Linked DNA regions of Mus musculus: regions 1, 2, 4 and 5 are each linked to region 3. Evidence: chromatin contacts called from public Hi-C, HiChIP or PLAC-seq and promoter capture Hi-C data. All regions are on one chromosome and are shown on one strand. The core of a region is the stretch at or near the end of the contact, and the rest is flanking DNA. Distances in the headings are between cores, read along the strand shown. Region 1 holds the start of Chchd10 (coiled-coil-helix-coiled-coil-helix domain containing 10). Region 2 holds the start of Mcm3ap (minichromosome maintenance complex component 3 associated protein). Region 3 holds the start of Ilvbl (ilvB (bacterial acetolactate synthase)-like). Region 4 holds the start of Lss (lanosterol synthase). Region 5 holds the start of Prmt2 (protein arginine N-methyltransferase 2).

What was found. A called contact is a pair of places that touch in the nucleus more often than the background predicts. HiChIP or PLAC-seq counts read pairs in DNA pulled down with a chosen protein or histone mark. Capture Hi-C pulls out chosen DNA fragments and counts their contacts.
Region 1: a Hi-C map of B cells shows a contact between it and region 3, with 5 read pairs. The contact joins the promoter of Chchd10 here to the promoter of Ilvbl in region 3. A contact is called at or near these places in 1 of 39 promoter capture datasets (pre-B cells), 1 of 484 Hi-C or Micro-C datasets (B cells) and 1 of 9 other capture datasets (adipose tissue).
Region 2: a contact with region 3 is called in a promoter capture Hi-C map of adipose tissue, with 2.7 times the contacts expected there. The contact joins the promoter of Mcm3ap here to the promoter of Ilvbl in region 3. A contact is called at or near these places in 1 of 39 promoter capture datasets (pre-B cells), 1 of 115 datasets of contacts at active chromatin or transcription factors (large pre-B cells) and 2 of 9 other capture datasets (adipose tissue and liver).
Region 4: a promoter capture Hi-C map of adipose tissue shows a contact between it and region 3, with 3 times the contacts expected there. The contact joins the promoter of Lss here to the promoter of Ilvbl in region 3. A contact is called at or near these places in 1 of 39 promoter capture datasets (pre-B cells), 1 of 484 Hi-C or Micro-C datasets (CD4 T cells), 1 of 115 datasets of contacts at active chromatin or transcription factors (thymic regulatory T cells) and 2 of 9 other capture datasets (adipose tissue and liver).
Region 5: a contact with region 3 is called in an H3K27ac HiChIP or PLAC-seq map of regulatory T cell precursor, with 13 times the contacts expected there. The contact joins the promoter of Prmt2 here to the promoter of Ilvbl in region 3. A contact is called at or near these places in 1 of 39 promoter capture datasets (liver), 1 of 115 datasets of contacts at active chromatin or transcription factors (regulatory T cell precursor) and 2 of 9 other capture datasets (adipose tissue and liver).

The regions. Positions count from the first base shown.
Region 1 is chr10:75,930,852-75,935,359 of GRCm38.p6, forward strand. Chchd10 (coiled-coil-helix-coiled-coil-helix domain containing 10) reads left to right here and starts at 2,279. Exons shown (of 5, transcript NM_175329.4): 1 at 2,279-2,647. Mmp11 (matrix metallopeptidase 11) reads right to left here and starts at 1,651. Exons shown (of 8, transcript NM_008606.3): 1 at 1,483-1,651. The coding sequence starts at 1,602.
Region 2 is chr10:76,466,487-76,471,615 of GRCm38.p6, forward strand. It overlaps Mcm3ap (minichromosome maintenance complex component 3 associated protein), which reads left to right and starts at 2,416. Exons shown (of 29, transcript NM_019434.3): 1 at 2,416-2,728; 2 at 3,463-4,766; 3 at 4,937-5,129. The coding sequence starts at 3,569. It overlaps Ybey (ybeY metallopeptidase), which reads right to left and starts at 2,628. Exons shown (of 5, transcript NM_172550.4): 1 at 2,288-2,628; 2 at 1,671-1,900. The coding sequence starts at 1,880.
Region 3 is chr10:78,573,361-78,577,920 of GRCm38.p6, forward strand. Ilvbl (ilvB (bacterial acetolactate synthase)-like) reads left to right here and starts at 1,631. Exons shown (of 15, transcript NM_001359302.1): 1 at 1,631-1,871; 2 at 3,222-3,423; 3 at 3,540-3,667; 4 at 3,751-3,889; 5 at 3,982-4,093. The coding sequence starts at 1,737.
Region 4 is chr10:76,529,678-76,534,325 of GRCm38.p6, forward strand. Lss (lanosterol synthase) reads left to right here and starts at 1,928. Exons shown (of 22, transcript NM_146006.2): 1 at 1,928-1,997; 2 at 2,173-2,341; 3 at 3,836-3,974. The coding sequence starts at 1,984.
Region 5 is chr10:76,236,271-76,241,007 of GRCm38.p6, forward strand. Prmt2 (protein arginine N-methyltransferase 2) reads right to left here and starts at 1,595. Exons shown (of 11, transcript NM_133182.3): 1 at 1,480-1,595; 2 at 442-551. The coding sequence starts at 495.

The DNA.
Region 1 (4,508 bases), core at 1,029-3,528, 2.6 Mb before region 3:
TGATACACAGACCACCCTTGTGCTTCTGCCTAACCCCTTCCCACCCATCCCTACTAGCTCCAGAAGGAAGGGCAGCTTCCCTGGCTGCTAGGTGGTGGATTTTTCACAAGCTGGGGGCTGGGGTGAATAAATATTTACCGAGCTCTTTTGGCCCCGCCGATGGCAGTCTAGGGATAAAAGCGTTAGAGGTGACCAACCCTTTCTGCGCATCTAAAGTGTGACAGATCCTCGGCTCGGATCCCACCCCAGGCTTGCCCCCCCAAGCCCTGTACAAGCAAGCATTGGTGTGGTTTGCCTCGTCTTTTATCCTAAATGCCCAACAGGAGGTACCGGTGCTCTTTCCTGCTTTGCCCCCTTAGTAAGAAGTCAGGAGAAGTGCAATTCTCGAAGGCATGAGTTCTATCGCTGGCTTCTGCGGGGGTGGGAGTGGGTGGGGGTACGGATGGGGGGAGGGAGGGGATTAACGACTGCGCTCCGCTCCGAGTTCTAGAACAGGGAACTCCATGTTTTGCTTGAGGAGGTCCTGATCCACAATACCCACTCCCCTTTCCAAACCCTTTCTCTTCCAGTGTGCAGCAAAACTGGCAGATGGATTGGTATGGCTGGACCTGTCCTGGGACACCTGCCTATCATACCTTCCTCCCATCCATCATTCCTTGAGCTGGCCGGCTGCCTTAGCTGGCTACTGAGGGCACGGTACCCCGTGGGCATTGTAGATCTGTAGTGGTTCCAGCTCCAGCCCCAGCACAGCTTAGTCTCTACTCTGACAGGTGCCTCAGAGACCAAGCTGGAAGAAGGATGCAGCCATTGGGACACACAGGCTGGGAAACCCTCAATCTCTCTTCTTCCCCTTTGCCTCTTTGCACCCCCTTTCCTTTCTCTTCTTCTTTATGCTTTTGTTCCCCCGGTGCTCCCTTCTATTCTGACTGCACCTGATGCTCGCACACACTATCTCTCTCAGGTGCATTTTCTGTCGGCTACCAGGACTCCCAGACTTGTCTCCTGCAAGCTGGGGCACCTCTCTCAACTTGGGCCCCATTTTCTCCTTCCTAGCTCTTCCTTTATTCTCCATCCACGGTACACACCTTGCAGGGGTGCTTACTGGAACCACACACCCGGAGGCTGCCCCTTTTTGCTCCCCCCTCCCCCCAGACTTGCTTTGCTTCATTCCAGTGATGAACAAGGGGCCTTGGCATCCACTCCCTCTGCTACCTCTATCAACACACACTCCAGCATCCCTAGCTGGGGGCTGGAGAAGCCGGTCTCCAAACTGAGTTCAGCGCAGAGACGCGTCTCACCAGCTCCACTTGCACACTGCCAACCACGGGAAGCTCATTATAGTACGCTCAGAGAGACCCAGAAGGCATTTCGGGGACAGACTGCACTAGGGTAGCCAGGGAGCTCGCTTGGTGGGTCAAGCTCAGCCAGTGGGCCCAGCCCGCGTGCCCAGCCCTCCCTCGGGGAGGAGTGGCGGGCACTCACCGGTGGCCTGGCCCGGGCCATCAGCGGCGACGGCAGGAGCAGCAGCAACAGGAGCAGCAGAGGCAGCGGGAGCAGGAGGACGCGCGAAATCGCGCGGAGGAGACAGGCGGCCCGTGCCATCCGCCCCGGGGCTGCTGGGCCTGCTGGGCCAGGCCGGGCCGCCGCCCCTTATAGCATTCGCCCCGCCCCCGCCGGCGCCGGGACCGCACCCCCCACCGCCCCGCCTCCCCCTGCCTTTTGTTCTAAACTCAACCGGCCTGCAGCAGCGGTCTGAGTTAGGGAGGAGTGCCCGGAGGGGCTGGGTCCCTTAGAACTAGTGAGAGCCGGGGAGAGCTCAATTCTGCTCTCCAGCCCCACTTCAGAAGTCTCATCCTTCGCCAGGTCTCTCCATGGTGGCTTGACTTGTTTTAGCCTGTGGCAGGTGGTCAGATCCCCAATCTAAACAGCCCTAGCTAACAGGAAAGTGGTACAATAGCTCTTGCAAGGAGCGGACTATTGAAATGTGACCTCAGGGGAAACTGAGGCATATGGCGGAAGTTGGCCAGTCCCCACACCTTAAAACAAAACAGAGACGGGTCTGGAAAGATGGATCAGTGGTTAGGAGCACTTGTTGCTCCTGCAGAGAAACCTGGCTCCCGTTCCTAGCACCCACAGGGTGGCCATCTAGGAACTGATGCCTTCTTCTGACCTCTACTGACACTTGGCACACGCTGATGCAAATGGCTGATGCAAATGCGCACACTTAACAATTTCAGACCAGAGGCAGTCAGCGAGGATCTTGGAGGGAGGGACCAGATTTTTTCTCTACTAGCAGGCAACTGGGTCAGTTGGCTGGGAGGAAAGGGTCAGGGATGTTTGAGTTGGACACTGGAATCTCAGGTTGTTCCCTGGCCGGGGGGCACACTAGCCAACAGGCTTTTCCTGACCAGTCAGGCTCAGCCATCTGAGACAGGGACAGAATCACATCTGAGAGGGAGGTCTACGTGCTGAAAACAGTTCAACTACTCTAATCTCTGCAGCGAGTGTCCAACTGTGCAGTGTTCCCTCTTGGATGACAATGGCTCTACAAGGCACTGCAGGCCTCTTCCACCAGGCCTTCAGCTCTCTTCTGAATTCTGGTGGGCCAGTGGGGCCCTGAGCTGCTGCAAAGTAGGGGCAGAGAGTGGTAAGTTTTACTTGGCCATCTGCAATCTTTTAAAAAGCCTCACCTTTTAAAGGCTGCCATTCCTTCCCGTCGTCCTTCCTCCCTTCCCACCCACCCCTCTTTTCTTTTTTTTATGACAGAGTCTCTCTCTCTCTCTCTCTCTCTCTCTCTCTCTCTCTCTCTCTCTCTTTTTTTTGACAGAGTCTAGTATGTGTACATGTAGCCCAGGCAGGCCTCCAACTCAAGATTCCTGTCTTTGCCTATTCTGACTGATAGGACTGCAAGCATGTATCATCATAGCTAGAATTTCCAGGTCTGGTTCAGACTCATCTCAGCAGTGTTGGTCAAAGAATCATAAAATGGATGAGGCATTCATAGTCCTACCCTCCACCCCCAAGAGTGGGTTTCTCTGTGTAGCCCTGGCAATCCTGGGACTCTGTAGAGTAGGCTGGCCTTGAACTCAGAGATCTGCCTCTATTAAAGGCATGCACCACCATGCATAGCATTTTAAAAATAAACTCTTCATTGGATGCATGCCTTTAATCCTGACATTTGGGAGACAGAAGCAAGTGGATTTCTGTGGGTTTGAGACCAACCTGCTCTACAGAGTGAGCCAGGCTATATGAAGATCCTGTCTCAACAAAAGAACCCCCAAACCCTAAAACATTTATTTGTGCAACCTAAACAGCCTTCAGTGTTGCCAGGGATGCACGACTATTTTCTGAGGAACTTGCAGCTTATCAGCCAGACCCCCCACCCCCCCCACCCTCCACTTCCCACCCCCTTACCCCCCAACCTGCCCCATTACCCCACATTACCACACTTAGTAGAGGATCTGGAAGGTGGGCTAGCCACGGAGGCCCACAGAAGGGGTTGAAGCTGGAAGAATGTTACCACTTGCCTACTGGATACAAGGTAAGCAGAGGCCAAATAGATAAGCCAGTGGGGTCTGCTCAAGCCTGCCCCCCCCTTTTTTTTTTTAATTTTCTACAACAGCACATTTTTTTAAAAGATTTATTTATTTATTATATGTAAGTACACTGTAGCTGTCTTCAGACACTCAAGAAGAGGGCATCAGATTTCGTTATGGATGGTTGTGAGCCACCATGTGGTTGCTGGGATTTGAACTCGGGACCTTCAGAAGAGCAGTCGGCACTCTTAACCACTGAGCCATCTCGCCAGCCCCCTGCCCCCCCTTTTTTAAAAGATGTATTTATTTATTTCGTGTATGTGGGTACATTGTCGCTGCCTTCAGACACACTAGAAGAGGGCATCAGATCTCATTATAGACAGTTGTGAGCCACCATGTAGTTGCTGGGAATTGAACTCAGGACCTCTGGAAGAGCAGACAGCTCTCATAACCACTGAACCATCTCTCTCCAGCCCCAGTCAGTGCTCTTAACAGTTAAGCCACCTCTCTAGCCTGAGTCTGGCATTTTTTTAAAGGAAAGAGTGGCTTGTCTTTTACCTACTCACCTCACCAAAAAGTCTATCCTGCAGATGGGTGGTGATTCCACTTGGGAGGAAAGCTGAAGTCTTAATGAAAGAGGCCTGCTACAGAGGCTGCTTAAAGAAACCAGGTTTGGGACACCTGAATGGGCAATGCATGGTCCTGAATAGTTTTGACCCCTGTTGCTGAGGCATTTGAATTGTTTGTGCCAAGTGATCTCTGTTGTCACAGTAAAATAAACACTGAAAGAAGAGGAGAAAGAACTCAAGGCCCCCTGTGCCCTTTCTACTCTGGCCAAAGGTTATTATTATTTGTTTTATTTTGTTTTGTTTTGTGGGAGACAGTTCTGTGTAGCCCTGGAACTCAGTCTGTAGACCAGGCTGGCCTCGAACACACAAGATGCACCTACCTATACCTGCCCCCCCCCCAAGT
Region 2 (5,129 bases), core at 1,166-3,665, 2.1 Mb before region 3:
CTGAGGGGGTGGAATGCAGTTATCACACAGTGACCCTCACGTGCTGTTTTTATCAAATTATCTACTCACCCCCCCAACCCCTCTCAAAGTCACATTCAATATCATTGAATTGGCATATGGACACAATCACACTCTTTCCCCACTTGTGTGCCTGCCATTTTTTCCTGTTAAGGGAAACAGGCTGGAGAGTGGCTCAGTGGGTAAGAACACTGACTGCTCTTCTGAAGGTCCGGAGTTCAAATCCCAGCAACCACATGGTGGCTCACAACCATCGGTAACGAGATCTGACTCCCTCTTCTGGAGTGTCTGAAGACAGCTACAGTGTACTTACATATAAGCCGGGCGTGGTGGCGCACGCCTTTAATCCCAGCACTTGGGAGGCAGAGGCAGGTGGATTTCTGAGTTCGAGGCCAGCCTGGTCTACAAAGTGAATTCCAGGACAGCCAGAGCTACACAGAGAAACCCTGTCTCGAAAAACCAAAGGGTGGAAAAAAAAAAAGAGAAAAGCAGAAAGAACTTTGCTTTGACAGGGGAAGAAACGTGTGTATGCTATAATCCACTATATATATATATACAGAAACAAATCCTTCATTAGCTGTGGCCTCTTCAGACATGCTGTAGACCTTCAGTCCCCTCTGCTGGGCTCTGTTCTACCCATCTTGTGCGGGCTATAGCCCAATCCTGTCTGCAGTTAGAAGCAGGCGACACTGATTCTACTGCATCCAGCCTCTCCCAACGCACACCTCGAGTCCTGTCCTGTCTCTGCCTGACCACCATGCCCACTCTGCACGGGTGCCTGACCTTATTTTATGCCACAATCACAAGGCTTAACTTTCCAGGGTTAAGCCTGCATCCTTGGCTCTTTCCTTCTCTTTTCTATCCTTTGAAGCACCATTTACTACCAATTCATTCCCCAAAAGGAGTATTCCCATTTCTTCTGCTAACAATGGGGGAAGCTATTTAGACAATGTGGTTCCTTGTAGCTATCTATCGCAAGGGAATCTGTTGATAATGCTTACCAGTTTTTACTTTTCTGTCCAAGCATTTACTACTGAGGTACACTTAAAACTGCAGACACTCTTATTTGAATTTCCTGAGGGCACTGAGTTAGTGAGAGTGGTCCCTGCATAGAGGAATTGTGATGTTTAGGGCTAGACATACTTAATGGGTCTATGTCATATTGCTTCATTTCTGTTTTTTATTTGCTTGTTTTTGAGATAGAGAGGATTTTTTTTTGGACCGAGTTTCTCTTTGTAGCCCTGGCTGTCCTGTTAATCACTCTGTAACACCAGGGTGGACTTGAATTCAGAGATCTGCTTTTCTCTGCCTCCCAAGCATTAGGACTAAAGGTGTGTGCCACCACTGCCACCCGGCTGAGAAAGGGGCTTCTTATGTGGCTTTTGTCTGGCCTTAAACTAACCAGGCAGACCAAAGGTGGCTTTGAACTCACAAAGATTCGACTGCCTCTGCCTCTTGGATAGATGGGATTAAAGGCATGCACAGTCACACCAGGCTAGACTTCAGTGCATTTCCAGAAAACTTCAAAATCAAAGATAACCAGATCTGTAATGTAATTAACAGGAACTATTCTGGAAGGAAGGTAAGCTGTACGAGAAGAACATATATACATACATATATATTTATTTTAAATATGAGGTATACATATTTACCTCATGAAATGAGAAAGAAAGCACGTCAGTTGGGACATTTTTATTCCTGTAGATCCTATTAATGTTCTGAATAGTCTTGTTGTCAACACAGATGATCCCCAGGTCAAATTTCTTCACTCCTAAGATACTCCTGACTAAATCCATCTTCCTGCGAAGTGGCACTCTTCTGATGGGGACCACCCGCTGCAGATTTTTAATCACCAAACTCATTTCGGGAAGAACACCCAGCCCTTTAAAAAAAAAAAAAAATGGTTGGAAGGAACCTGTGGTTAAAGTTCGAGAAAAGACCCGTAACTACTAGAGAGTGATAAGTTATGTAAAAACACACACGCGCTCACAATAAAACTTTATTTGATGGGATTTATCTGGTGGCAATGCTAAGGGAAATCACCTTTATTTACCCTAGGAAACTAATAAACAGGGTAGACTGGGCACAACGTGCAGAATAAGGCAAGTGGTTTGGGGCGGTTGCAATGGTGCAGGACCAGGTGAGGATGAGTGTGGGTGAGCAAATGGGGTCGCTGTGGGTCCAGCGTCTCTCGGGCACTCAGGCTGGAGGATCCACGCACGAACGAGGGGCTTCCACGCCGCACAATGCGGGATCGCCGTGCACTTACCGAATCCGACCGTGAAGAAGGTCGGGGGTCTGGCGGGCCGCCTGCCGGAAGATCAGCAGCAGCACACCCCAGAGAGCGGAAGCCGGATGCGGAGGACCGGAAGTTGGTCCTACAAATTTGATGTCCGTAGCGCACACCCAAGAGCCCGCTCCAGTGGCCGGTTTGTTGCGGTGCGGTGGGCCCGGTAGAGGCTGCACGCAGACTGTGGGCGAGCACAAGCGCTGGCGACAGTGGCCGTATCTGGCGGACTTGCTCCTCCCTCCGCGGCCTCCGCTGTCCCTTGTGTCTTTGCCGAGTTGCTGAAGGCCTTCACTAGTCTTCGCTCGAAGGCGTCTGTTAACCTAGCGGCCGGCTTCCGGAGTGTTAAGCATCGGGGATAAAAAGCTATTATTTCTAGACCAGGGCATCGCAAGTTCGAGTTACCGGGAGAAAAATGAGATGGTAGGAACCCAAAGCAGTAACATTTTAAATTACGGTTTTTGTGTTTTTATTTATTTATTTATTTATTTTGCCTTGGAGATCGCAAGAATCTGATAAGTGATGTGTTCCCGTCTTATTACTGAGGTTTTGTTTGTTTGTTTGTTTGCTTGTTTTTTCCCCGAGAAGGTATCAATTGAATAAAATGCTTTGCATTTTTATTTTAATCATAACGGATCAGGCTTCACCTAAGCCTGCTGGAGCACACCTGTGGTCCCAGCAGAAGGGAGACCGAGGCAGAAGAAAGGAACTTAAGGTTGTGCTTGATTGTAGTAAGCTTGAGGCAAGCCTGGGCTAAGCGAGACCTTGTCTTTTTTTTTTTTTTTTTTTTTTGGTTTTTCGAGACAGGGTTTCTCTGTATAGCCCTGGCTGGCCTGGAACTCACTTTGTAGACCAGGCTGGCCTTGAACTCAGAAATCTGCCTGCCTCTGCCTCCCGAGTGCTGGGATTAAAGGCATGCGCCACCAAGCCCGTTTTACGAGACCTTGTCTTTAATGAAAAGAAAAAGAAAAAAAAATCTTTAAACCTCCCTTACACCATAATCCATTTCTAATACCCTGTGTCCAAAACCTGTTGATCTGTGAGTGGTCGGCGGCCCGTTGTGCCCTTGCCTTTTAAATAATTGTCTTAGAATTTCTGTGATTTAAGAGTTGGAGCAAAATATGCTGTGATGTCCTAACCTTTTTTTTTTTTTCCAGGTCATCCTGAGGATGAAGGAGAGCTTCCCCTGGCAACAGATAATTTAAAGAGGAGAGCTACTTGTGTATAGTCCATATTTATTGCCTTCAGATAATTGGCTTGAAGATGCACCCGGTGAACCCCTTCGGAGGGCAGCAGCCCAGTGCTTTTGCGGTATCTTCCAGCACCACGGGAACATATCAGACTAAATCACCATTTCGATTTGGCCAGCCTTCCCTTTTTGGACAGAACAGCACACCCAGCAAGAGCCTGGCGTTTTCACAAGTACCAAGCTTTGCAACACCCTCTGGAGGAAGCCATTCTTCCTCCTTGCCAGCATTTGGACTCACCCAAACCTCAAGTGTGGGACTCTTCTCTAGTCTCGAATCCACACCTTCTTTCGCAGCTACTTCGAGTTCCTCTGTGCCCGGCAATACGGCATTCAGCTTTAAGTCAACCTCTAGTGTTGGGGTTTTCCCAAGTGGCGCTACTTTTGGGCCAGAAACCGGAGAAGTAGCAGGTTCTGGCTTTCGGAAGACGGAATTCAAGTTTAAACCTCTGGAAAATGCAGTCTTCAAACCGATACCGGGGCCTGAGTCAGAGCCAGAAAAAACCCAGAGCCAGATTTCTTCTGGATTTTTTACATTTTCCCATCCCGTTGGTAGCGGGTCTGGAGGCCTGACCCCTTTTTCTTTCCCACAGGTGACAAATAGTTCGGTGACTAGCTCAAGTTTTATCTTTTCGAAACCAGTTACTAGTAATACTCCTGCCTTTGCCTCTCCTTTGTCTAACCAAAATGTAGAAGAAGAGAAGAGGGTTTCTACGTCAGCGTTTGGAAGCTCAAACAGTAGCTTCAGTACTTTCCCCACAGCGTCACCAGGATCTTTGGGGGAGCCCTTCCCAGCTAACAAACCAAGCCTCCGCCAAGGATGTGAGGAAGCCATCTCCCAGGTGGAGCCACTTCCCACCCTCATGAAGGGATTAAAGAGGAAAGAGGACCAGGATCGCTCCCCGAGGAGACATTGCCACGAGGCAGCAGAAGACCCTGATCCCCTGTCCAGGGGCGACCATCCCCCAGATAAACGGCCAGTCCGCCTCAACAGACCCCGGGGAGGTACTTTGTTTGGCCGGACAATACAGGAGGTCTTCAAAAGCAATAAAGAGGCAGGCCGCCTGGGCAGCAAGGAATCCAAGGAGAGTGGCTTTGCGGAACCTGGGGAAAGTGACCACGCGGCCGTCCCAGGAGGGAGTCAGTCCACCATGGTACCTTCCCGCCTTCCAGCTGTGACTAAAGAGGAAGAAGAAAGTAGAGATGAGAAAGAAGGTGAGTCCTAAACATGTGTGTGCCACAAAAGTGTGCTGCCGAGCTCTTGTGAGGTCCCTTGTGGTCACTTGATTTTAAGTCCCACGATCTTGGCTTTTATCCCGTGGTGGCTCCTTTTGCCTGGAAGTGTTGTCCCTGACAGACTTACTTGTCTGCTCTCTAAATTCCAGATTCTCTCAGGGGAAAGTCTGTGCGCCAGAGTAAGCGAAGGGAAGAGTGGATCTACAGCCTCGGGGGCGTGTCTTCTTTAGAGCTCACAGCCATCCAGTGCAAGAACATCCCCGACTACCTCAACGACAGAGCCATCCTGGAGAAACACTTCAGCAAAATCGCTAAAGTCCAGCGGGTCTTCACCAGACGCAG
Region 3 (4,560 bases), core at 381-2,880:
GATCCAATGGCAGGCAGAGTCAGAGACAGCCAGCCCCTGCTCCAATTGTTAGGAGACTCACAAGAAGACCAAGCTGCACATCTGCTATAAATGGGTAGAGAATCTAGGTCCAGCCCCTGCACTCTCCCAAAACAACTCTTATGGAATGGCAGGGAAAAGCCTACCTTGTTTGATTCAAGACGAAATTGGAGGCATGCTCACAGCCAGTAAGCATAAATAATTCATACGGTAGTTTGGCTAAAAATAGTTGAGTAGGTTTTTGTGGGTACCCATGGCTTTGCCTGTGCTAGGCAAATGTTCCATCACAGAACTTAATCAGAGACCATAGTTGCTGAGAAGGGATGGCTGAACGATCAGCTTTAAACAGGGCATTTATACCATGGCTTGCAAAGGTCAGGGAACACCAAGGAAGAGGAAGTGGAAAGAATATAAGAGCCAAAAGATGGGGAGAAAGGCTGTGGAATGCTATCTTGTGGACATGACACAGCTGAAGCGATTGTGATTTTTGGTTGGTCTCTATGCACTCCTGCTTGTCCTGGAACTCACTATGGAGAAGAGCCTGGTCTTGAACTCGGAATGGTGGGAATAAAAGCACATACTATTACACTGGTTTACATTGTTAAATATCCATTGTTCAGGCTTCAACAAATAGCTCAAAACTCTTGGTTACACAGATGGTCCTGATTAAAAGCCAGTCAAAGAAAAAGACATAAATTGGAGAAAGGGATTTGTAAGACAGATCGGAGTTTGTAAAAGGTCCCCAGATGCTGGAAACCTGGAAAATGACTGAACCGGCCTGGCACCAAACACTAGGGAGTTCTCTAAACATCCTGCAAAGCCTCACAGTGGTCCAGGAAGGGGAGGGGCTTGCATATGTTGCGGTCGGGAATGCGGGTTCTGGGGAGCTCGGGTGGGGGGTGTGTCACAGTCCACGCCCGTGGAACGTGCCGCGAGATGGTTCTCGCGGGTGTGGAAGGCGCGGTGTAATGTTAGCCAATTAGAGGCGAGAGAGAGAAGCGACCAATGATAAACGTCTCTTTCGGATAGCTTTTTCAGCGAGACTCCAGTTTGGCGCACGCGCGTCTCGTTGAACTACGGGGCGCTGCAGAGCCAAGTGGGCAAAAGGGGCACCACTCCACACTCCCCAGTCACGTGACCCAGAAGCGGCAGAGTTCCACTGCAGTCAGGGACCTTTCCTATAGGCAAAGGTCATAGGGCCTTGTTTGGGGATGGGTGGAAGGGAGTTCTATGTAGTGGAGCTGAAGGCGCATCCTATTGAAAAGTGACCTCGGCTGAAGGCCAAAGGTCAAGAGTCTGGTGTGTGTGGGGAGGGTGGGGGAGCGTACCCTAGGCTGCGCGATCCGATGGGGGTGTGGCCTTACGACTCAATGATGTAAGCGCGAGGCGGGCTCTCCGCTGAGCCCCAGTCCAGCGTTGAGGAGGGTGGGTTCTGCATGGGCTCGTTAACAGATAGGTAAGTAGGAATTTCAACCTTGTTTCGGTGCTACTGCGATCGCCTTGACCTGCTGTGGCCTACTTTTAGTTTGAAGGTGGTGACGTCAGGGGGCGGACTTAGCCTCACTGGGGCGTGGCTTTAAGTCCAGTCTAGATGCGTCTGTGGGCGTGGCCTGGCAGGTCGGGGAGGTGTGGCCCAGGTCCGGCGGACGATCCTGCTTCCGGATTAGATTATAGTACTAAGATTCTGGCTCTGTGCTTTCTTACTTAGGTTCTGCCTCATGGAAACTTCTGCGGCCGCTGCATCTGCGGGAGGCTTCTTCCCCTCCTTCCTGCTCCTGGCGTTTGGGACGCTGGTGGCTGCCGTGCTGGGCGTCGCTCACAGACTGGGGCTCTTCTATCAGCTGATGCACAAGGTGCTTAGGGTAGAAGGAGGGCTAGGGGTAGGAGGAAGGCACTAAAGGTGTTTCTCCAGCTCATCCACTGTGCAGGTGTGGAAAGCGAGTCCCAGCTAGTCTAGAAGTGGCTGGTTGGGAGATTCTTTACAGAGCTCTGTCCCTTTGCCAAACTGTATATGGGCCTGGACTTTGTAACTAGTACGAGATAATGGGGAAATTGTCGTTGTCTGGACAGCACACATTCTCCGCCTACCTCCATACCCAGGGGCCTGAGTCATTTTAACAGAGCAGGCCTTTTAAACATAGTGAGATTGGTGGGCTGAAGGTAGGCAGGGGAGGGAATGGGCTCTGATAGTAAGCCCTTCTGAGGAACTGTCTTAGCATATTTCGTACCATCTTCACCAAAGTAAGTGCTATAATTTCTGTCCTTGTGCCCACAAGAGGCAAATGATCTACAGAGAAGTTTAGTATTTTCTCTAGATGACAGATTTGGGAAAAGCTGACCCCACAAGTCATACTTATAAACCACTTGTTCCATTCTGAGAAATTCTTGCCCTTACCCAGTCCCTTTTCTTCTAGACAGGGACAGTGCCACTGACCTTGAAGTATGTAGGGATCGTGAAGCTACTGAGGCTTGGATGCTCAGGGTAGTCTGTGCCAGGAGTCACTTCCGTGCTAGGCATATGGCTGCTGGCAGCATGTCAGCTGGACCTGTGCCTCACTAGCAGAGGGAGGCAATAGGCTGGATGGAGTTAGCACTCCAAGTGCCAGGCCCTGCAGGGATACTAGGAAGCAGGCACACATCTAAGCCAGGGGCCTTCTGCCTCTTGCCAGGCTCTCCTGGATTCTCTGTAGATTTAACCTCTATCTCCTTTCTTCTCAACTGGCCCAGTATCTCTGGAGCAGGCATTATAATCTCCAGAGCCACTTAAGAACATAGGCTTTATCTCAGTCTGCTACTTGGTAGGCTGGGGAGAGATGGTCACAAATTCAAGCCCTGCCTAAGCTACATAAGGAGTTCAAAGCCTCGTGAGACCTTGTCCTAGTAAAAGCTGATGATATAGCTCAGTGGTTAGAGTGCTTGTCTAACACTATCTATGCCCAGGGTTCAATCCTCAGTACAGTTTCAAAAAGAACATTTCTTCTGTTGGAGTCTATCACTTGGGCAAGTCTTGGCATTTTTAGCTGTAGGACAAAGAGAACAATAAATTTGCTAAGTCAGTGTACCCTTCTCTGAATTGGATTTAAAGTGGTATGTCTCTAACCAGAATCTAAGTTCGTCTGTCTTCTGACCTTACCCCTGCCTGTTCTTGTACCTGCTCCTGGGCTGGCCTCTGACTGTCTTGTTCCTCATCTCCTTTGACCCAGGTGGACAAGACAAGCATCCGGCATGGTGGAGAGAGTGTCGCAGCTGTGCTCCGAGCCCATGGTGTACGCTTTGTCTTCACATTGGTCGGTGGGCACATTTCCCCACTGCTGGTGGCCTGTGAGAAGCTGGGTATCCGAGTGGTAGACACACGCCACGAGGTCACTGCTGTCTTTGCTGCTGATGCTGTGGCCCGCCTGACTGGTAAGGACCAGGGACTAGCAGGACAGTGACATGGCCCCTGTGAATGAGAGGCAGGGGGTTTGGGGTAGGACGATGTTTGGGAGGATGGCATGGTTGTCACCAGCTCTTTCTTTCAGGGACAGTGGGTGTGGCAGCAGTGACAGCCGGTCCTGGCCTCACCAACACTGTGACTGCAGTGAAGAATGCACAAGTGGCACAGTCCCCAGTCCTGCTTTTGGGTGGAGCTGCCAGCACCCTGCTGCAGGTGCCTAGTCCTTAAGGGTAGGTGGGGTCCCCAAGACGGCTTCTCAAGCTTATCTGATAACTGTCCCTTGCCTTCTCTGCCAGAAACGGGGCGCACTTCAGGCCATTGATCAGATGTCTCTGTTCAGGCCACTCTGCAAGTTTTGTGCTTCTGTGCGAAGGGTACGGGACATTGTACCTACCCTGAGGACTGCAATAGCTGCTGCCCAGTCAGGCACCCCAGGTAGGTGGAGGAGGGAGCTGGACAGTAATCAAGCCCTGAAGCTTGGGGGTTGCTGCAACAGGTGCCATAGACTGAACCTCCCTACCCTGCAGGTCCAGTGTTTGTGGAGCTGCCTCTTGATGTACTATATCCTTACTTCATGGTTGAGAAGGAGATGATACCAACCAAGTTGCCCAATAGCCTCATGGGCCGTGTGGTTGTCTGGTGAGTCCTGCTATCCCCACTATAGCTTTCTTCCTTCTTTTGCCTCTTTTGTGGTCGTCTTCCTAAATGTATCCCTCTTTCTTTGTCTCATTCACTGAGTTCACATGGGCTTGGAGGAGCCAGCTCTAGGGAAAGTTTTCCTGGGAAAGTAACTCATGTGCAAAGGTCCTGAGGCAGGAGGGAACTTGGTAGGTCCAGCAAAGCAAGGCATGGCCCTTATGATCAGAAAGAGGAGATGGGCAGGCATAGAGCTTGAGAGATTTCCCTGTCTTCCTTTTCCTTCTTCTTTTCCTCCATCTCTGCCACCTAGTTATCTCTAGCTTCTCCCTTTCCTTTTTCTTGCCCCTTCCCTCTCAAATATTTAGTGGCCAGATCTATGTGCTAGATAGCAGAATAGGCAGGAGGTGACATCAGTGGACAAGATATTCAGGTTCTTATGCTCTGGTGTGCAAGAATTGTTTTGAGTG
Region 4 (4,648 bases), core at 678-3,177, 2.0 Mb before region 3:
AAGTCTGGGGTTCCGTACGGACCAGAATTCTTTTTTTCCAATTTTTCATGTTCTGACACAAAAAGGACTTCCCTGGAAAACACTCTAGCTTTTTTCTCCAGGGAAAGAGAGTGGCTTGTTTAGTGAATTTGGGAGAACAGCATCCAGTGTGCTAGGCTTCCCTGGGCATCGTTTTTTGGGTCTTCTTATTGGCATACTGTGCTTACATGGTTCTTGGTGGGTCAGCTCCCAAAGGCTTCAGTTGTTCGCTTGGCTTAGAAGCTGAGACATGTGTAAGGGAAAAGCAGTCATTATGAAGCAGTTAGCCAGCCCTGTTCAAACTGACTTTTTTTTTTTTTTTTTTGGCTTTTTTGTTTTTGTTTTTGTTTTTCGAGACAGGGTTTCTCTGTATAGCCCTGGCTGTCCTGGAACTCACTTTTGTAGACCAGGCTGGCCTTGAACTCAGAAATCTGCCTGCCTCTGCCTCTGGAGTGCTGGGATTAAAGGCGTGTGCCACCACGCCCAGCTCAAACTGACTTTTCTATTGTGAATTTTAAAAACTTAATGTGTACGGGTGTTTTAACCAGCATGTATGTACTTACATCTCACACATGCCTGGTGACTGAGGAGGTCAGAAAATGGCATTAGATTCCTTAAAACTGAAGTTATAGATGGCTGTGAGTCACCATGTGGGTGCTATAAACCAATTCCAGGTCCTCTGAATGAGCAGCAAGTGCTCTTACGCACTGGACTTAAGTATTGGCCTCCAGTCCCCAAATCAATAGTCTGAGGCAAGGCTCAGTTAAAATGCCTTGTCTTATATCTTTACAAGTTTCTAAACTGGGCAAAGAAGAGGTTAGTGTTCTTGACTAGCCATCTAAAATTCCGATTTTCCATCTAGGGAAGGTGTGTGAGTGTTCTTTGCCTCTTACTTCTTCCTTCTCTGATTTGTGGTTCATGGCCCCTTCCTTGGCAGCGTTTTGAGGGCTAGGTGCAGGGAGGCTATCGGGTTTGGGTAGTTGTAAGTAAGTCGGCACTCTGTAGGACACACTGTACCGCTGGGAGTTCTTGGAATTATATTTTTCTGATCTCTGGTCGTCATTCCTGCATGCCAGCAATGCTTCTCAAATACTATCTGTTCAAATGTTCTTCATTGCACGTCTCTACTAGATTCTGCCGGCATACCACAGGCTTTCCTGCTTCCCTCTCTACTGTCAAACATAATCAAGGCTTTTCCCCCTTTAACTTGTAGGACTCCAAGCTCCAGGTATCCTGAGAGTAGTGCTGTGGCTAGGGAAGTGGAACTCTACCTGCTAATGGGAGTCAGGACACAGCCCTCTGCACACTCTGCAGCTGCTCCCTGTGAGGAGCCTGTGCCCGCTTTCTGAGAACACTACTCTGACCCTCTTCCCAACTACGTGTCATCATAGTTTCCTCCTCCCTTCACTCGGGTCAAGGCCCCTGCCCCATGATGGTCCATGTGGTGCCTCGGATCAACGCTAGTTTCACCTCAGGTCACTCATGCCTCTTCCGTACTTCTGAAGCACTCGTGGTTTCCGCGGCCTCTTTCCTGCATGTCGGAGGGGCCATTTTTCACCAACCCTGTAGGTATCCCGGCTCAGAACACCCAGACCAGAAGTCCAAGGCTGTCATCAATAAGGATCTAGAGGGGCCGGCCCCGCCCCCCATCCCGCCCCGCCCCTCCAACGGGCCTGCCCCTCCCACAGGCCGTCCTCGCCCACAGGCCGGCCTCTTTCATAGGCCCCGCCTCCAAAGCGCTTCCCGCCCCGCAGCCACGCCCCCTGGTGCCCTCGCGGCGTCGGGCGGCCCTGCGCCCAGCCACTGTGGTCGCGGTGCGTCTCTCGTGCCCACCTGGTGATGCTCTGATTGGCCGAGCTCGCATCGGCCCACCCAGTAGTTCCGGTCGGCCGAGGCTCGCGCCTGCGCAGTGCACTAGGCTGTCAGGTAAAGGGCTGGCAAGCGGTGGCAGAGAGTAGTGCTGTCATGACTGAGGGCACGTGAGTCGCGGACCCTGGGCTTCCCGCGGGTGTTGCGAGGGACGCGGCAGGGCGGTGGCAGGGAAGGTGTCTGGACAGCAGGGTGGCATGGCTGGTGGCTCTGCATGCCTGGATTGCAGGCATCCCACCTGGGCGGAGTCTAAGGAAGGCTGCTTCCTCTCGCTGGTCCCCTCAGGTGTCTGCGGCGTCGTGGGGGACCCTATAAAACTGAGCCCGCCACCGATCTCACCCGCTGGCGGCTCCAGAATGAGTTGGGTCGGCAGAGATGGACTTATTATCAAGCGGAGGACGACCCTGGTCGAGAGCAGACCGGGCTAGAGGCCCACTCTTTGGGACTGGACACAGTAAGTGATGTGATTCTGAAAGCACCATTCCATCCCAAGACTGGAAGCCATCACTGATCAGCCTACACCGTGCCTTCCTGAGCCAGAGCTCTGAAACAGTGGAGAGCCTTATTTAAAAAACAGGCAACCAGCCAGTAATATATGCATATGTGTAAACCAATGTATATGTGGGTATAGTGTGATATGAGGAAAAGCTGACTATAAGAGGATCAGGAAAGTTCACAAGTTATGTAAGAAGATGTAAAGCTAGTTGCTTTTCTAGTTCTAACTCTGTCATGGGCTTTGTGGTTTGGGCAATAGATTAATGCATAAAATATAGTGGGTACTGAAAGTGCATCATTTTATGGAAAGTTTCACAGTCTCCCTTTTCAAATGCCAAGGTCATTAAGTTGAGTAGACTTTGTGTTTGGTTAATTTTGGTGTGCGATGTTTTTATTAATTTGCAGGTTTCTTTTTATTTTAATAATAAGGCTTATAATTTTTTGTTTTTTAAAACAGATATGAACCTGGGCCCGGCAGGCATACCTGTAATCCTAGCCGCTGAGTAGGCTGTGACAAGGATAAAGTTTAAGATCTGCCTGGGCAGCTGAGTAGAGCTTGTCTCAGAAAATAAAGAGGCTGGGCATGGTAGTGCTGGTCTTTAATCCCGGCACCCAGGAGGCAGAGGCAGGCAGATCTTTGTGAGTTTGAGGCCAGCCTGGTCTACAGAGCAAGTTCTAGGCCAGCCAGGTCTACGTAGTGTGACCCTATCTCAAAAATGATAACAAATAAATAAAGAAGAGGGCTGCTGATGTGGGTCAGTGTTTGTGAGTGTTTGCCTCAATTCAATCTAAACAACAAAAAGTGTGGTACCTCCTTCCGGAGACAGGAGTAGAAGCAACCCTCGTTATTTAAGTCCCTCCACCTCAGAGACCTGTGGAAGAAGTTGCCCTAATTTGGTTTCATTTTGAGCATTCCACTTTGATATTTAACTTTTGATTTGCAGGAGAATTACAAAGATGGGTGTGATTTTTGTTTGGATCCACAAGATGAAATACTTAGGACCTGATTTTCTGGTTGTGTGTGTTGGTGCATGGATGATGGACAGCTAATCATGGAGCAGTTAGTTAGCTCACAGGCTTCCTGTGAGTCTTGGCCATCCGCTGGGAAGATCTCTCTCTGAGCAACGCCTATGCTATTGTGTGGGTCCTTTGTGAAAGAGTCCCAGTATCAGTTGGGCATCAGTACCCTGCCTTCCCTGTGGTCTGTGCTGGGCTTAGTTAAGACATGAAGTTTTGAAGAGATTTATAGATTAATGGCTGGAAGGGAAATTGTGACAACATGGAATTGCTTCTTTATTATATATGGGGTGAAATTGTCCTACCCTGTCTTGTTTCAGATTAAAACAGTTGAAAATTTTAATTTAGAGTCACCACTTTGACTTGGCTTGTGAATGACGAGGGTTCCTTGGAGCGGCGGGCACCCTCAACTCTCCTCTCTTCCCTCTCTTCACAGAGAAGTTATTTCACGGACTTACCAAAAGCGCAAACAGCCCATGAGGGGGCCCTGAATGGAGTAACCTTTTATGCCAAGCTGCAGGCTGAGGATGGACACTGGGCTGGTGATTATGGTGGTCCGCTCTTCCTCTTGCCAGGTAGGAGGAGTGTGCTACCTCAATTCAAGGGAAAGGCTGTTCTAGATTGTTGGGGCATACACACGGTGTGTGTGTGTGTGTGTGTGTGTGTGTGTGTGTGTGTGTGTGTGTGTATGTGTGTGTGTGTGTGTGTGTGTGTTGTGATTGACCTATCCTGGTCAAGCAGGTTAAAACCCAGGAGCTTACTGGAAAAGCTCTAGGGGAGGGTATCCCAGTCATCCTGCTGCCAGGATTTAGGGAACAGTGGTGGAACACAGCTAGCCCAGGCTAGACCAGCAAGTACTCTAATGGAAGCAAAGCATTTTCGAGACGAAGGGGATGGATGGGTGGTGGATGCTCTTAAATCCCAGTACAGATGGAAAGGGTACTGTAAGGTGGAAGGCCCAGCCAGTGCCAGGGTGTTTGCCTCAGGAGCATGAGGCAGTTGGTCATAGTGTGCCAACAGTTAGGAAGCAAAATGAGACCAAGGCTGGTACTCGGATTCTTTCCTTCTTTTTATTTAGTCTGAGGCCCTAGCCCATGCAATTGTAGCACCCACAAACTTGGAATGACTTTTTCCCCACCTCAGTTTACCTAGAAACTCTCTTGCAGATACTAAGCCCAGCCTGGTCTTTGTGTTATGGAGATCTAATACACCATCCATTTGATGGCCAATAGTCACTCGGTCTTGAGTC
Region 5 (4,737 bases), core at 345-2,844, 2.3 Mb before region 3:
ACAAAACTGGCTGATGCTGACACCACAGACATGAAAATCTTGATTTTTTTAATAAACCTTTTTATTTGAATAGTCATTTCATTAACTGTACATAATCAATATTCCTTAAGATTGAAGGAGATCTTTTCTCTGGTAACATGGATCAAACTGAATATACGTACCCAAGACAGATCTTCTCGAGTACCAAGCATTTTCCTGGTCCTATGCTACGGCCATCTAAGAACAAGTACAAGAATCTGAAGCATGCTGAAGTGTCCCCTGAAGTGTTCATGACAATACACAGCATGGGACCTAATGACCAGACCCATCCCCCTGCCTCAACGTTCTCTAAATTCAAGCATCCTCCTGTGAGCCAGGACCTTGAGAGACAAGGAGAGTGACATCACCCCTGTAAGCTGGTACTGTTCCTCTGTATGATCATTACACGTGGCTCTTACGTACCAGAACCGGGATGACCTGTGACTCGCTGCAGGGACCTTCTCCTGGTGCCTCCATAGTTCAATATGATCATGTCTCATAACTGGGGCTTTACTTCAGTTTCTCTCCCATGCCTACTTGAAAGAAGAGAGAGAAGCACAAAGTGTTACACTGCCTGGTCAGTAATCTCATTTCACGGCTACAGTTTACTGTATGTGTTAAGAATGGAACAGGATTGGCGTTTTATCATCACAATTCATTAGAGGGCTTTTTAAATTAAAAAATCCAAATGCTGTGTGCTTCCTTTAATATGCTAGATTTATTCCTCTGAAGTCTCCTTTTTTAAGAGATATTTATGAAGCCTCTTTTTACTTAGAATAAATCAGTATCATTTTTTTTAGGAACACTTAATAGCTTAAACTCAAATTAAAACACCTTGCCCAGTACTTGACCTAACCCACAGGCAGAACTGAAATCCCCATGCCCGACACCCTCCTGTTCTTTAATTCTATTTTTTTACCCCCAGGGGCAATGTAACCCTAACTGGCTCTGAGATTACATCGATTCTTTGTTTAAACGCCTGTTGTGCGTCCAGATCTGGACTTCATACTTACTTCGTAATAATTAGAATCACAAATTATTTACAATTATATTTTCAGTGAAAAGCCTGGGAGGGTGCCCGGAGGAAGAAAGACAATGAATTGGAGGGTTCTCCAGGCCAAGCAGATGAGGCCATAGAGGCCAAGAATATAGAGGCATGGGGGATGTGGCTCGGGATACAGAAGGCAGGTGGGCGTGGTCCTGGAAGGGCGTGGCTCTAAGAGCCAGCGGAGGTGCGCAGGGGGAATTGAGAGGTGCAGCGAAAGGAGAGCGAAGAGGGCGGACGGTGCTGAGAAAAGGGGAGGGGGTAGCTGGAATAGAACCTTCGAGAGGGCACTCTAAAGCCTCCAGAGGGGGCGGAGGCCTCAGTGCGCTGGAGACATGCACAGGGAAGACCTTTTGCCTAGCTTGCCCTGCCTCACTTGCGATCCAGATGTCTAAGCTGTCCATTAAGAAACCTACCTCAGCCGCGTTTCTCCGCTGAATTCTAGGCTATACCAGAAAGGAACAGACGATGCCCACCCGAAGCCTGAGCCGCCGCCCTGGACCTGCGCAAGCGCGGAGCACTCCAGCTGGCCGAAGAGCACGCCCCGCCCAGGCCTGGGTGTCCTGCGCAAGCGCAGTGTGTATAAACTCGGTGCTGGTAGCTGTAGATAGTCTTGAGACAGGGGTTTTCTCTAAGAGCTTGTCACTCAGCGCAAGCGCATTTTCTGTCCCTGCTTCCGGCCGGTCGCATTGGGCCTTAAGGCTGCAAGACGCAGGTGAGAAAGTGTAAGGATCGACTTACCGGGAGATCTGTGGGAAGACTGGACTCCGGGTTGGAGGCCACAGGTGGTGTAGACCGCGCCCCCAGCGGATTCGAACCGAGGCAACAATTGGCAGGCTGAAGCAGGAGTGCGTACTAGCGCTGTCCTGAGTGTACCTGGGACTGCCGGTGTGTTTGATGCCCTTCTCCGAATGCTTAATAACCTAGTTTTGATCTGAATCAGCTTCTGCAGAATGGGACCCCCCTACAGTATCTTGGACTAAGTTTTGATCGTGGAACCAACATAGCTACTGAGACACGAAACACACCAGAGACCCCAAGTCCTGAAGATCCTGTGCTGAAGGGGTTGGGGGCGGAGGAGCAATGACACTGACATCAGGTGACCCTAAGCAAGGTTTCTTAAGCTTTCTCCACTAGCAATCCCATCCTACTCAGAAAGTTTTTCAGCGACTCTAGGTATCTAAAATAGGCATACGAATCAAACATTTACTGATAAGTGAATCAGAAAAGAATTTATTGTAAAACTCGGCATACACACAATTTTACCACTGACTAGAGACAAAAGCAGATTTGCATACTAATTAGGTGGATGCGTTTGTCCAATATAATCTAGACACTCTAATACATGCTGAGGAATGATAGGGAAATATTAAAATTCTTTGTTTTCTATAATTAAACCATCATGCTTCGGTTCGTGCAGTAGAAACACCACAGCTCATAACATAATCAATCATTCCAAACCTGCTGTGAGGCATCTCAGGGCTTGCAAGGCTTGTGCAAACCACACCTGTTGTGCCTTCAGTCCATCGGTTCAGTGGAGTCGCACAATGAACTGCAGCCAAGGGATGGGTCTGTCTGTGTGAGGACCTGGTCCTTTTTTTAAATCTGCCCAGTTTTCCATTTCCACCAGATGAAGAGGGCTGAAGCTCTGAGCCAGGATGCCACAGGTTGAAAAGAGTTTCCCACAATCTTCCAAGGCAGAAAAAACTGTCCTCAGAGCCCCCAGTGTGGCAGGCCTGAGACCTATTCTTGAAAGCCTGCTGGTGCCACGAAGCTCAGGCTCCAGGCACTAGGATCCACCCTTGCTAACCTAACATAGGAAAGGGTACCTGTGGTGGCTGAATAAAGAATGTGGCTTTGTAAGGGCTGGAGGTGGCTTAGCAGTTAAGAGCAGTTACTGTTTTTGTAGAAGACCCAAGTTTGGTTCCCAGCACCTATGTTAGGTTGCTCACAAACCACCTGTAACTTCCAGCTCCAGGGGACTCACTGCACTTGGGAGGCCGAGGCAGACGGATCTCAGAGTTCAAGACCAGCTTGGTCTACAGGTTGAGTTCCAGGATAGCCAGAGAAACCCTGTCTCAAATAACCAGAAAAAGAAAATTCTTTTTGTAAAAAGTGGAGTGTGATGCCTGCAGATTTGTCTCAGTGGCTAAGAGCATTTGGGCGCTTACAGTGGACTGGAATTGAATTCCCAACATCTAGATTAGGCAGCTCACAAGCACCTGTAATTCCAGTTCCAGGGGCTCTGATGCCCTCATCTGGCCTCCATGGGCACTGGAATGCATGCAGTATGCGTACAGCTGAGCAGGCACACCCAGGAGTTATTTTTAAAGTGGATTCCAATGCCGCTACCTTCCTTTTAATCCCTGCTTGGCTTGACAAGCTGTCTGTCAAAGAAGACACTGTAACCAAACGTGTAACCATATGCAATAAAGATAGACATCTTGGTTAGTGCAAAGCTTCAGAGCACAACCAAGAGTAATCAAAGGTATATTAGCTGCAGCAACTAAGAGGAGCACTGGAGTTATTCCCAAGGCAAGGACCACCCACCCACCCACGCCTGTCACACACCCCTCTCCTTACTCCCTCCCCTGAGAAACTGTAGGAATTTTACTCAAGGAGCCTGCAAACTTGATATACAGAAGTTCAGAGACAGAGCACATTTCTGAGAGTGCACAGTTTAAAGTCACAGTACTAGGAAAGACAGTGGTCAAGTTTCTGGGCATAATTAGCCTGAGATCATGGCCCATCTATGTATTCTAAGGTTAAGGTGGTGAGCAAGGGGTCAGGTGTGTGGCACATGCCTTTAATTCCAGCAGTCAGGAGGTAGAGGCAGACAGATCTCTGTGAGTTTAAGGCCAGCCTGGTCTACACAGAGAAAACATGTCTTGAAAAACAAGCAAACCCCTTACTCTTGCTTCTCACTTCTCTCTTGCCCCCTTGGGCTCTTCCCATACCCCTTCCCTTCCCCCTCTCTCCATGTGGTCGTGGCTGGCCTCTATTTCTCTCTCTCTCTCTCTCTCTCTCTCTCTCTCTCTCTCTCTCTCTCTCTCTCTCTTTCTCTCTCTCTCTGCCTTTCTCTGCCTCTACATTCTCCTTACTCCCCTCCCCATGCCCTGAATAAATTCTATTCTATACCAGAAAAAAAATAAAAAATAAAAGCAAACAAATGAAACAAGATGGACAAGCAGGAACACTTCTGAGAAGGTTTGGTTTTTCCACAGAGTTTACCATGAAAGGACCCCATGAGTGTGTGTTTATATAAGTGTTAGCCACTAAAGGTGCCTTCCTTGCATGGCTGCTCACTAAATTCAGCATGGTTCCTGGGGCTTCGTTACAAGAACTCAGAAAACTTGTACCTGGCCTTCCTTAGATGGCCCTCATCCTCTGAGACAGCTCTGGGTAAAAAAAACCCAGCATGCTGAGACCACATTCCAGCCTTCCAACTGTGTATTCTTCAGACCAACTCAAGTCCCAGGTCAGTAGTACCAGTGACCTCAGTTGACACTGTGTGGAAGAGTAAGCCAGCCCAAATCCGAACTCCCTGAATTCATGAGATTTAATACAATGTAGTAGGGTTTTTCCCCCCCACTCATCCACACATTTTGGGAAAGCTTGCAGCAATAGCAACTGTTAGTAACAATGTATCTTTCCTACTGGACCCTGTAAGCCAC